Regions from separate parts of the Columba livia genome. Here region 1 is linked to region 2. A link is a contact called in public Hi-C data. All regions are on one chromosome and are shown on one strand. Each heading gives the region's core, a stretch centred on a gene start, on an enhancer-like site or on the middle of the called end of the contact. The rest is flanking DNA. Distances are from core to core; before and after follow the strand shown.

Evidence for each region. A called contact is a pair of places that touch in the nucleus more often than the background predicts.
Region 1: a Hi-C map of crop shows a contact between it and region 2, with 4 times the contacts expected there. The contact joins two enhancer-like sites. A contact is called at or near these places in 2 of 2 Hi-C or Micro-C datasets (crop and liver).

What each region holds. Positions count from the first base shown.
Region 1 is chr3:59,800,650-59,806,356 of bColLiv1.pat.W.v2, forward strand. No RefSeq gene overlaps it. Among named protein-coding and RNA genes, the nearest start is that of ALDH8A1, 98 kb to the right of the region's middle. Within about 2 kb of position 1,917, at least 1 of the 3 cell types and tissues checked has an H3K27ac peak away from gene starts, as active enhancers do.
Region 2 is chr3:59,766,004-59,771,372 of bColLiv1.pat.W.v2, forward strand. No RefSeq gene overlaps it. Among named protein-coding and RNA genes, the nearest start is that of ALDH8A1, 130 kb to the right of the region's middle. Within about 2 kb of position 3,253, at least 1 of the 3 cell types and tissues checked has an H3K27ac peak away from gene starts, as active enhancers do.

The DNA of each region.
Region 1 (5,707 bases), core at 667-3,166, 33 kb after region 2:
GTCTTCCAAAGGTTCTGCCAGGACAGAGCAAAACTCTCTCCTCTAGTTAGAAAGAATAGGGTTGTAAAGAAAGTATGTTAACATTATTTTGGGTGTTTAGACTCCTGTAGAGATCTATCAATGAAAGCCTTGCTTCTTCTTAGGCTGATCCTGCAGCCATGAAAGAAAGATTTGACAGGTTGAGAATGTTTGTAAGCCAGAGAACCACGTTGTTTCAGAGGTTCTGACTTTTTTTTCTGAACTTCAGTTGTGAAGTTGTACAGTGCAGAAATCACAGAATGCCCTGCTGTGAAAGAAATTAGTCCGACAGTCAAGTTGGAAATTACAATGCCACCCCAAATGAAACTGAAATTGCTATGCAATATCTGTTAGGCCAGGCGATTTGAGGGCATTAAAAGTTTTACCTCTCGTTTACTTTGTGAGACAAAGTCTGATGCAGGAGGTTATGGTAACACAAAACAGCTGCTAATTGTATTTGTTCCTTAAACCAAGTATTAATGTCCACATGCAATATCTGAAGTACTAAACACAGGTTTTTATGTTGTGTGTATAAGCAATAATACTCATTACCTTTTTTTAGAAAAGCCAGAAAAGCCATTGTGAAAGCAATTTGAGTGTTATGAATGAAAATGGAAATTTAAAAACTACAAGCATAGCAACCCATAGTAGGACTGCTAGACAAAATTCCTCAGGGTCACTCAACTATTATCTGGTAAAAAAGTGCCAGTAGGCATCTTATTCCCAGTGACTGTTTGTTTTTTTTAAACACAATTCTTCTTTTATACCACATAAGTAATTCCACTAAGAAACAAATGACCACATCCACAAATGCTTTAAGTATGTATACCTTGTCAGCATTATACCACCACTTCCAGTCCAGTAGAAAAACAATTTGTAATAAATGTATCTTGACATAGTCTTGTTCACAACTTTCTTAACTACCATAACTGATGCAAAAACCCACTGAACCGAATCCAGAAAACACGTGGAGTTCTATCTGATAGCCCAGCAAAAGCAGGAGGTGAAGGTCCCAAACTACTTACATGTAAAGGTAGAAAGAAGATCTCTTCCTGCACCTGGGAGTGTTTTCACACAGGTTGTTTCTCATCCACATTTCCTCTGGCAGAATAATATTTGGGTAATGACACTCTCACTAGCCTTCTGCTTAATATCCTCAAACCCAGAGAACACAATCAAAAGCCTAACAAAATATTGCTTATATTCTCCTCACCCTTTGGCTTCTGAAGTATTATTAATCTGATAAAACAATTTCATACCCACACACCAAACTACTGTTGACTGGGTGTCTTAGGTGGCTGTTTGAAAAGTCTGGCAGCCTCTCAACTTCTTTTAGCCTCTTCATTTTAATAAACAATATAATGTTATTGTTTGATTCATGCAAAATTTCTTATATTTAAAAAGCCCAGTTAAAGCACAATAAGTAATACTAAATATGTGAAAAATAAGCATCATTTAAATAAAAAATAAGAAGTGCATTCAGTCCATTCTAAGTATAGAGATGAAGTCTTTGTGGCACAACTAAATCTTTTAAGTCACATTATGCTTTTGTAGCTATTTATAGACATGTATGTCCATCATTTGCATCCTATAGTTTGGGATTTCTTTTCCAGCTATAAACAGAGCTTCCTCTCTTGCTTTGTTTATGTGTCTGCCTGTCAACGTAGCGCCAGCGACTGTCTCTCCGCTTTGCTGCTGCTGCTCCCTCATCCTGTTTATAGGTCAGCGATGACTGCCATTGCCTCCAGACTGCTGACCAGAACTTCCCATAGCACTTCAGGATGTTTTAGTGACATTAACCTGTGCCGCCTGTCTGGAGCCAAACGTCTACCCTCTGCGCTCATGCTGCAGGCAGCATTCACCTCAACAAAATTCAGCTTTTGCTTCCTGAGAGGCCCAAACCTTTTCAGCTGTCCCCTGTGTGAAAACACAGCTGGGTCCTATTTATTGTCCGATCCATTGCAAAGAGCATCAACAGACACACAGATGAAGAGTGAAAAAGCTCTCCTGCCCCTTCAGTCCCAAGCATGTGAAGCCTCACAGTGGGCAGCATCCTTGTCAGCCAATGAACGTGTGGACAAAAACCTGAGTGTTCCTGGTGTGCACTGCCTCAGTGACAGTGAAGCCAAGCAGGGTCAATTGCTCTCTTTAGGCAAGGCATCACCCTTTCCTGTCACCTGTCCACTGCCTTGGGGGGAGAACTAATTTTATCAGTCTTTACTGCCAGAGGGAAATTGTTTGTGATGAGAAAACATCACTTCAGAAGACTGAGCTCAGTATTCCCTCCTTTTCATCCCCCAGGGAGTGCACAAAGGGCTCAATACCAGCTCTGTTTATGCCACTCTTACTTCATCTAAGCTCTTCTGAGAGGTCCACATAAGCAACAGGGAAAGGAAAAATCCTGTTCCCAGAAAAAATTCTCCCAAAGAGGGCTTAGTATAAATGAGAAACGGGGCTCAAATTAACATTTCTGAGCAAGGGGATGTGGGTAGAGCTGGAAAGGAGTAATAAATGCTTCTTCCTTTCTCCTCTTTCTTTGGTACTTTTAGCTGGATGCACGTTTTTATTTTCTTTGTCTAGATTTGTCCGAGGTCATTAATGAAATTGTTCTTCAGGTGTTGAATTCAGCAGAATGGAGCAAGGAAAACAGGTCAGCAACATCATGTGATGCAAACGGGCACGAGACACAACACAGGAGAAAGGAAAACCAGCTGTTGAGCACAGAGTCAGTTGCTGAAAAGGAGCCAGTAAAGAAATGTGTCTATACCCCAACAGCACTGGTAGACACTTCTTTTCCCTCCAAACCAGCCAGGTGAAGATGGACAAATCCAGGATCCCATGATGGATGCTAAAACTTAGGGCTTTATGAAAACCATAGGAATAGGAGTGCAGCACTTGTATATATCACTCTTTCAGGTTACAAACACATAGTAGCAGAGAAATATCAATACACTCAAAACATTTTTCAGAGGTTGCTGAAAGACAGTAGCATCTGCCTCCACGGCCCATACCCTCTTCCATAATACTGGGTTATAGTTCAGGGTCCAACAGCCTATGCCTAACAGGAGTGTGGAAATGTTTCCTTTAACAACAAGCTTACACAATCTGTTTTACAACACACACTGGCAACAGTGTTCACAACTGCTCCTGCATTATCTTGCTGCATTTTGCTGTTCATAAAGATACCTAAAGAACACACACTATTTAACCCCCTCTATAGGCTGGGAGAGGGGTGCAACAAAACAACAACAAATTATGTTGGCCTGATCTCTGCCAGAAACTACTGCATGCTTTACAATGTCTCCAGAGGTTTCCAAAAACAAAAACGGGACTTACACACTTACTTTTCACAGGTTTTGCATTAGTAATGAGCTCCTTAACTACAACTTGTGCCTTTCAAAAACTTCCTTCCTGGTCTTTAGAATAATGTCAAAAAATGTGACGCATGAGGAAAATCAACACCTCAAGTTAAAAGTATTTGTTATGGGACAACTAAGCAAAATGAATATATCATCAAAACACTGTTGGCATGTAGGTTGAAGTTAAGCACATGACACAAATGCATAGTCTTAGAAAGAAGGTGATCTAATAATTATGTTTCTTTAGGTTCCACTGTAAGCTTTTAAAAAACATTTACTGCAATAAAAAGCTGATGATTATGACATGCACACAGCTTCCTCTGCATTCAACAGCCACTGATCAATGTGTCAAGATCACAACTTCACATGACCCAGTGTGACCAAGCTTTGGAAATGCTGTTATGAATCTCATGATGCTGTGCTTTTTCTGTGATAACACGAGCTCTTGGAGTCATATGAACAAGCATTAATTTGTTTGGGTTTCTTGCTTTCTAAAGAAGTGTGCTTTCATCCTGTATTTTGGGCAGATGAAGTTGAAAAATCCAAAAACATTAGATAATACACAACTAGATCCCAATATTTAAAAGGTTTTCTGCCACTCACCCCCTGCCCCTCCCCCCTCCCAGGTATGCTTGGGTTTATCTTCTTGTTGTACTCCATAGCTTTGCTATAATGCAAGAGATTAATGCCTATGTTTATTGTTTCCCCATTTTACGACAATGAAAAAAATTCACTGTATAAGAAAATGCCTAAGGAGTGAGGTCCATTTTGATTTAGTTCAATATCTTATCAGAAGAGCAATGCAAGAGGTCCACTGTGGTGTTTCTCATTGCCATAATCCCAGCACTGGGTTTCTGTAGTAGACTCACTTGGTTTGTTCTCCTGTATTGTTGCCCTCATCATTTAGATAGATCTGTATTCATTTCACAGGCAGCTTCACTCTGAAACTTTTGTTCAAGTGCTAATTATCTCACGCGCCACTTTCTTTTCAAAGGCTCCCAATAAATGTAAAAAGATTGAATAGTCCAAAGAGGTGAATATACTTGATATGTTCCAAGATTTGAATCTGTACATTAGATTCTTATTTTCCTAGAAAATGAGATTAAATGAGATTAAACCAAAAAAGATCAGTATACCTGAGCATGCCCCTGTAATTATAAATCAAGTCTTGAGTAATGCCATAATATGCTAAACTTGTCTAATATCTCTGATGAAAAAAACATAATGACAATCTATGGAAAAGCAGAATGACATTTAACATGTTTTCCATTACTTCCCTGCCAGATTTTGATGATATTCAATTATATAGCCTGCTAGTGTGACAAATAACTCTTCTGTTTATAGCAGTTCTCTGTGACAAGTCCACAAATGTTCAGATTTTCCTCCGTGTGGATGGGATACTAGATGTGATCTTGCCTTCACATCCAGTCCTGAGAGAAACCAGAGGTGAAGCCTACAAAGCAGAATGGCAACTTCCTTTTTGAAGAGCTAGGAATAAGAGATCAAAGAGAAGTCTTTCTGCTTCAAGAAGAAAGGGTTCGGTGTATTCAGCCCCTAGCTATATCTTCCAGTGGAGGGATCTCACTGATGGAACTGTCTGATCTCTGGAGGTATTCAGGGTGTGTCCCAGGAGAGCAGGAAGCAGAGCAGGAGGTGCCTTATCACCTGCTTTTCCAAATCACGTAAGTTAAGAGCAAATTAAGATTTATCACAAGTTAAAACTAGCCCAAACCTATTTATATTTTTTTACTGTTCTCATGATGGGTGTAAGGGTTATATTTCAGTGTATAGATACATATGCATATAGTTATATATGCATATGTACTTGTACATGAATATGTATACATATACGTGTGCATGTGCCTATCAAAACAATTTCAGACAATTCAAACCAGTGCAAGTAGCCAATTTGGACAGTTCAAAACATAACTTATTTGGATTGTGGGCAGGATTTCATACAATGCAAAATCTATTCTGAAACACCTGTACTTATGAGGTCTGCTTAGGAAAGGTGGTTTTGCCTTTCAGAAAGACTTGTGTGAAGCTCTAAGTATCAGACCAATCTATGGAAGAGATGCTGCATGGATAAGACATCATGGTTTATAGCTGCTCAGCTTTTTATCATGGTATGTCTCAATGGACTTTTTCTTTCTCTAAATGTAAATAACTTTATTTGCCTTTGCAGAAAGGTATTTACCTTTGCATAAATACAGATTAATGTGTTTTCTTATTTGCTATCAGCTTTGCTTTATGTCCTGGGGTATGGACCACTTACTGCTTTGCTTGGTCAAAACCAACAGTTCAAACAACGTTTAAGCTCTAGGAATGGC
Region 2 (5,369 bases), core at 2,003-4,502:
CCAAAGATTTACTCCTACAATGGGATATTCCAATCATTCCATGGATTTCAGGATTAGTCATATCTGAGGTCCAATTTTTTTAGCTGTTTTGAAATATCAGGAGTGAGAGCTATCAAAATTAACCACTTGTGGGGCCAGTTCTGAAAGATTGTAACTCAGTCAATACTTTCCCATGTTGTTGCGCAACAAAAAGCAATTGAATGACCTGTTTTCCAATTTGGAAACACCATTAGAAAACTGCTATCATGGGGCAAATCAACTTTGAATTTTGCAATGCATTTTAGGGTCTTACTGAGCACCTACATGGAAAATCTAGTGCTTGCTTCACCAATGGCATGTATCGTGGATAACATTTTCTATTTCTTTGTCCCTTTCAAACATACAGGCCCCTTTGCCTCAGGGTGTTGTATACTTTGGTTTCCTGCCAGTTCATGGAGGCCCAGCTGAAGAGGCAGAATAAAGCATTTTCCTTACACCTCCAAGAACTTTGTGTTCACGTCCTGGGCATTATCCAAAGTGACATAAACCCTGAATAATTGTCTATTGATATATATATTGCTTGTATCAAAACAGTGAACAAAACCCACCATTATATGACCAAGCCAACGGGCCAAATCATTATTTAAATAGTACACAGTAACCAAACCAGGTGATCCACCTAAAAATTTGCCTGAAGCTGGCCACAGGCTTCTAGTTAGGCATTCCACAGTAAAACATGAGAAGCCAAGCAACTTGATCCTCACTTCAACAGATTTTACATCAAAGGAGTTTCATTGTCCTCAGCCTTGGATATGATGCAAATCTAATAAACAGTTCACCTCCTAAGCAAAGTTAAAGGGGAAAATAGGGCAGAAGAAAGCAGGGAAAGGATCTAAAACCCTCAAAAAGTACTCAAAACTAATGGTTTGTTTGTTTGTTTTTTGACTAGGTAAGACTTAAAACAACAGCTGCTGAAAGTGTCTGGAGAGATTTAATTCCCTGTCTTCAGACAAAGAACCTGTAATTTGATTGACAGACCTGACCAGGAGGGTTCCCTTCTGAAACTTTTTGCATAGGAAGCCGTGTTGAGGAGTCACCCCTTGGGTTCAGGGAGCGGTTTGATTTTACTCAAATGATTAATGACATTACAATGTTATGTTCTCTTTGTATGTTTGGTGTTCATGGTGATGTAATTTTCTTGTTTTGAAGTGTTGTGCCTTTTGTTTTGCCTTCTACCTGGCTGCTTTTGGGATAGTCATCACGCGAGGAAAAAGTTGCTCTTAAGGAGTACTCTGAGTTCTCATAAAAAGATACTTTAATTGGCCAGGCACTTGTACTGCCCATCCCTGTTTATAATAACCTCAGGAGCAACCTCTGTGCCAGAAATAGTTTATTAGGGAAACTGGAAGTGTTTAAGCCACTCTATAACTTGCATGACGTCAATGTAAACACTCCACCTGGGCAAAGAGCAAGGGAGGACTTGCTGTTACAAACCTGGAACAAGTGACGCCAGAGCAAAAAGCTGAACCTGAGACAGAATAGGATGACACACTGCAAAGACTTTTAAAACTAAGCATTTAGGAAGAAGTGCTAAACTCAAGCTAGTCAGATCCCACTGACTGAACACAGCACCTACTTCTTTACAGCCCGTCTTTACGTTGCTGGTACTTGCCATACAGCTCCACTGTCTCGCTCCTGCAGCAGGATCTGCAGTGCCAGGCTCAGGTCTTTGGGAGAAGTGTGATTCAGGGCTGTGACAGAGAAGTCCAATTGCACAGAAGCTGCTGTGCAAGCTGCAATGAAGCCAGGAGACCAGGCCACCCTGGAGGATGCACTCCTCAGTGTCATAGCTCCTCATCTTGTCACCTTTGCTTTGGCTGCACCAGCACGTTTGATGTTCTTAGAAACATCAGAACCTCAGCATTTTAGAGGGCTGGCCCAGTTCACATATCCATACTATTAAACAGTGCATTAATCCAGACCAATCCTCTGATTCTGCACAAGCACAGGTTGAAAGCAATCCTCTTCAGCCATTTTCACAGATCACATTTTTTCAAAAAGCCTATTTTCAGTCTGAAATTTGAAACATGCAGGTGAGTTTGTTACAAACTCTGGTTCTGATTAAAAGCAAAGCTTTCCTTCTGGGTCTCTTTAGATTAGGAGAAGTAAAGTTGCTGTCTCAAACTTTAGATCTCTTAGCCTTTTCTCTCCTTCTCTAATTTTATCAGTGCCAATATTGCTTTGCAATGCTGTTTTGGCAGTGGTGAAATGGTGCATGCTAACACAAATATTCATTCATAATTTGTTCGTAAGTATTCCAGCCAACCTTTTTTCTTCACCGAAGGCAAAGAAATGGACAAACACATTCAGGCTTCAATTTTCAAGCACTTTATTCACTGTACTTGGAATCAAGTATGCTTCACTTTTCTGAAAACATCCATACACTCTGCTTCTAGGAGTTGCTCTGTTTCCGGGAGGTAGAACATTAGAAATAACTTAGAAGTAACCTCAGAAAACTGAATGATATTTCTTCACTTGGTCACCCATTCTAGTTCATCTCCACATTTTCCTATTTTTTCAGGTGTATAACAATGAAAAAGAAAAGGTACTTCTTTTAGAAATGGCTGCATCTAGTCTTAGCATCTTGTGTTGGCCACCCTCATGTGCTCAAATTTTGTACCCAGGATCTGCAGAAAGTCCTAAAAACAAAGCCAAAATCATTGTCAAAGTTGTTATTTACACATCAGCCCAACGTTTCTGCACTATTAGCTTTTGCCAGTTGTGTCTGCCTCTTTTACAAGCATGTCACATGCTTCCTACAGTGAAAGTAAGAGACTCGTGTTGCACTCCGAATCTTCAAAAAGTATGTGTGCTTTGTTCCCAAGTATTGTCTGTCTAACAATGGAGCTATTCCACGGAAGCAGCAGAGCAGCCGCTTCTCTCCCCCCAGCCTTTGTAGAACAAAGCACCAAGCTTCTGAGGAGTCAGCTTTGTTGTTCTGCTGTTGTATGAGGAGCTGTCATCCGGCCACAGGCGCCAGTGGCTGCAGCACCCCCCCTACCAGAAAAGACAGTTCAAAAGCAGGGCGGGGTTTATGCAGTTTAATTTGGTGTGTTAAGCATCTTTACTACAAGCACTCTTATGATGTTTGCTGTTAACACTCAGGAAAGAACATACATCAAATCTAGCAAGGACACAAGGAGGGACAGATGGCAGTTCTGGCAGTGGCTCTCACCTTGATCTGATGGAAACTGTAAAATTCAGGGCCAGCATGCAAACTACCAAGAAAGTACTTCAGCATGCTGTAATACTGATCTTCCCTGAACATCGGATGGGATTACAACCAATAGTGTTGCCACTGGCGATCTGTTTTTTGCCCTTTCTCTATATTCTTGACAATCACTTCCAAGGAGAGAAAAAAAAATATTTACAGACAAATCATTTGTGCCCAGATTAGTCAGGCCAGATGTGAGTTAAACTTACAGTAATTATGATGGGTTTGTACTCTCTCTCCATGTGGCTATTTAACTCCTATTCGGACTCTTGGGAACAATATGACACAACATCCCATGCAGTAAATGCTCAGTAGAATTCCCTCTGCCAGAGATAACATACTGCAAATATGACTGTGTTCAGTGACCTCAGCATAGGAAGAGACACTGATCATCAGCATATTCTTCAAGGAAGCAGAGCGAAAAGGAAAAATCTGGAATCACAACCAAAACCACTTGCTGACAGTTCGACCAAACCCTCCTGGAAACCTGTCAGTGTTTTCTTCTGCTGTATCTATTGCACAGGCACCATGGTAATAAGTGATTCAGCTATATTACTGATTAAATTCAGGAAAGATGGCATACTTCATAATAATGACAGGCAGATGGACAGGATGATTTAAAAAGTATTCTGTTTGTTCCTGTTTCTCACAATACCTGTACACATTTTGATTCACAGCTTAAACCTCCTGGCTCCAGATAATCCTTTCAGAAATAAAATTGACCTGCCAGGCAATAATAGTCTTTGTACAAATGAAAAAGCTTTTCTTTTCCATGAATTCATTGACTCATTCATCTTTCAAGTCTCCGCTCCAAACACATTTCTTACAGCAAACCCTCTGCCACTAACATTTGTGCATGAACTGTCTCTCACAACTACTGACAAGAACGAAACAAAAGCTTGTTTATACAGGAGAGAGAATGGTCTTGTGGTTAAGATGCTTTGCCTGTGACTGCAGACATATGGATTCCCTTCTTTATGCAGAGCCATGATTTCCGTGTGATTTTTTACCTGTCATTTACATTACCTCTTGTCTTGATTCTCCTACCCCTAAAGACAGCATTATAACAGGGCTTTCAAACCACTCTGGGACATTGTATTTGCTTCGTTTTGACAACAGAAAGCACATTCACTAGTTTTAGTTGCATGTATAAGTAACTAAGTTACCATAAAGAGTGCCATATTTTGATTATCCATCTACACTGACTTCATTAACCAAACTTTCCATGAAGTTTTTATCTATGTTAAAAGAGTTGGGCAAGCAAACACCAGCTGAGCAAGAAGACCAAGCCTTGTTATGGTAAATAGATAGACACCACCCAAGGAAGGTAGCCCAAGGCAATGGGCAGCTGGATAGAAAACAAAGAAAATTCCTTTTTCATAAGTGAGCTCCTCCACAGCAGCACACAAACATGCCTACACTAGCTCTCCACAGTTCAAAAAAACCCACGCCAACCTTTCAGTCTCTTTTCTACCCAGCAACAGGCTCCCTTACAGGGATTACATGCTCTAACACAAGGATACACAGACTGGAGTCTGTGCTGCATTATCCCCTCCGTTTCCTTCAGTAGAGTGAGTCAAAAACCTTTAGTGAGCATGGAAAAGGGTATACCTTGTATGACCTTATACTGCCTTCTGTCAGCAGCACATAGTTACCCAGAGCACTGCCTAGTCAGTTACTTAATAAAATATATCATTTCCAGTACCAAGTGGAAAACACGCACACTCGCCAATGAGCAGGCACTTGGAATGCTTTCCAGCAAATATGCCTTGTCTAACTTGATAGCCTCCCACAAAACAGTGCGACAGTGACAAAACAGTATTCATCAGTGGTAAAAGAGAAGAAAAGGAGGTTTGAGGTCTTTAACCCCAGTTGTTACACACTTCCCTTCAAACTGCTCTGCCCGCCTTTCTGCTTCATGCACTCCCCTGGCCACTAACACCCCTATACACGATTGCGAGCACTTGACCTGACCCCACATTACTCATTAGAAGGTAAGCAAAACACTCTTCAGAGAGCTGCTCTGTTTGCTTATCATAGCACCAATCTCACCCACCCTATTTTTAATCACTCTGATGTCTGCATCCATGTGCCACATGCCCCTGGGCTCAGGAAC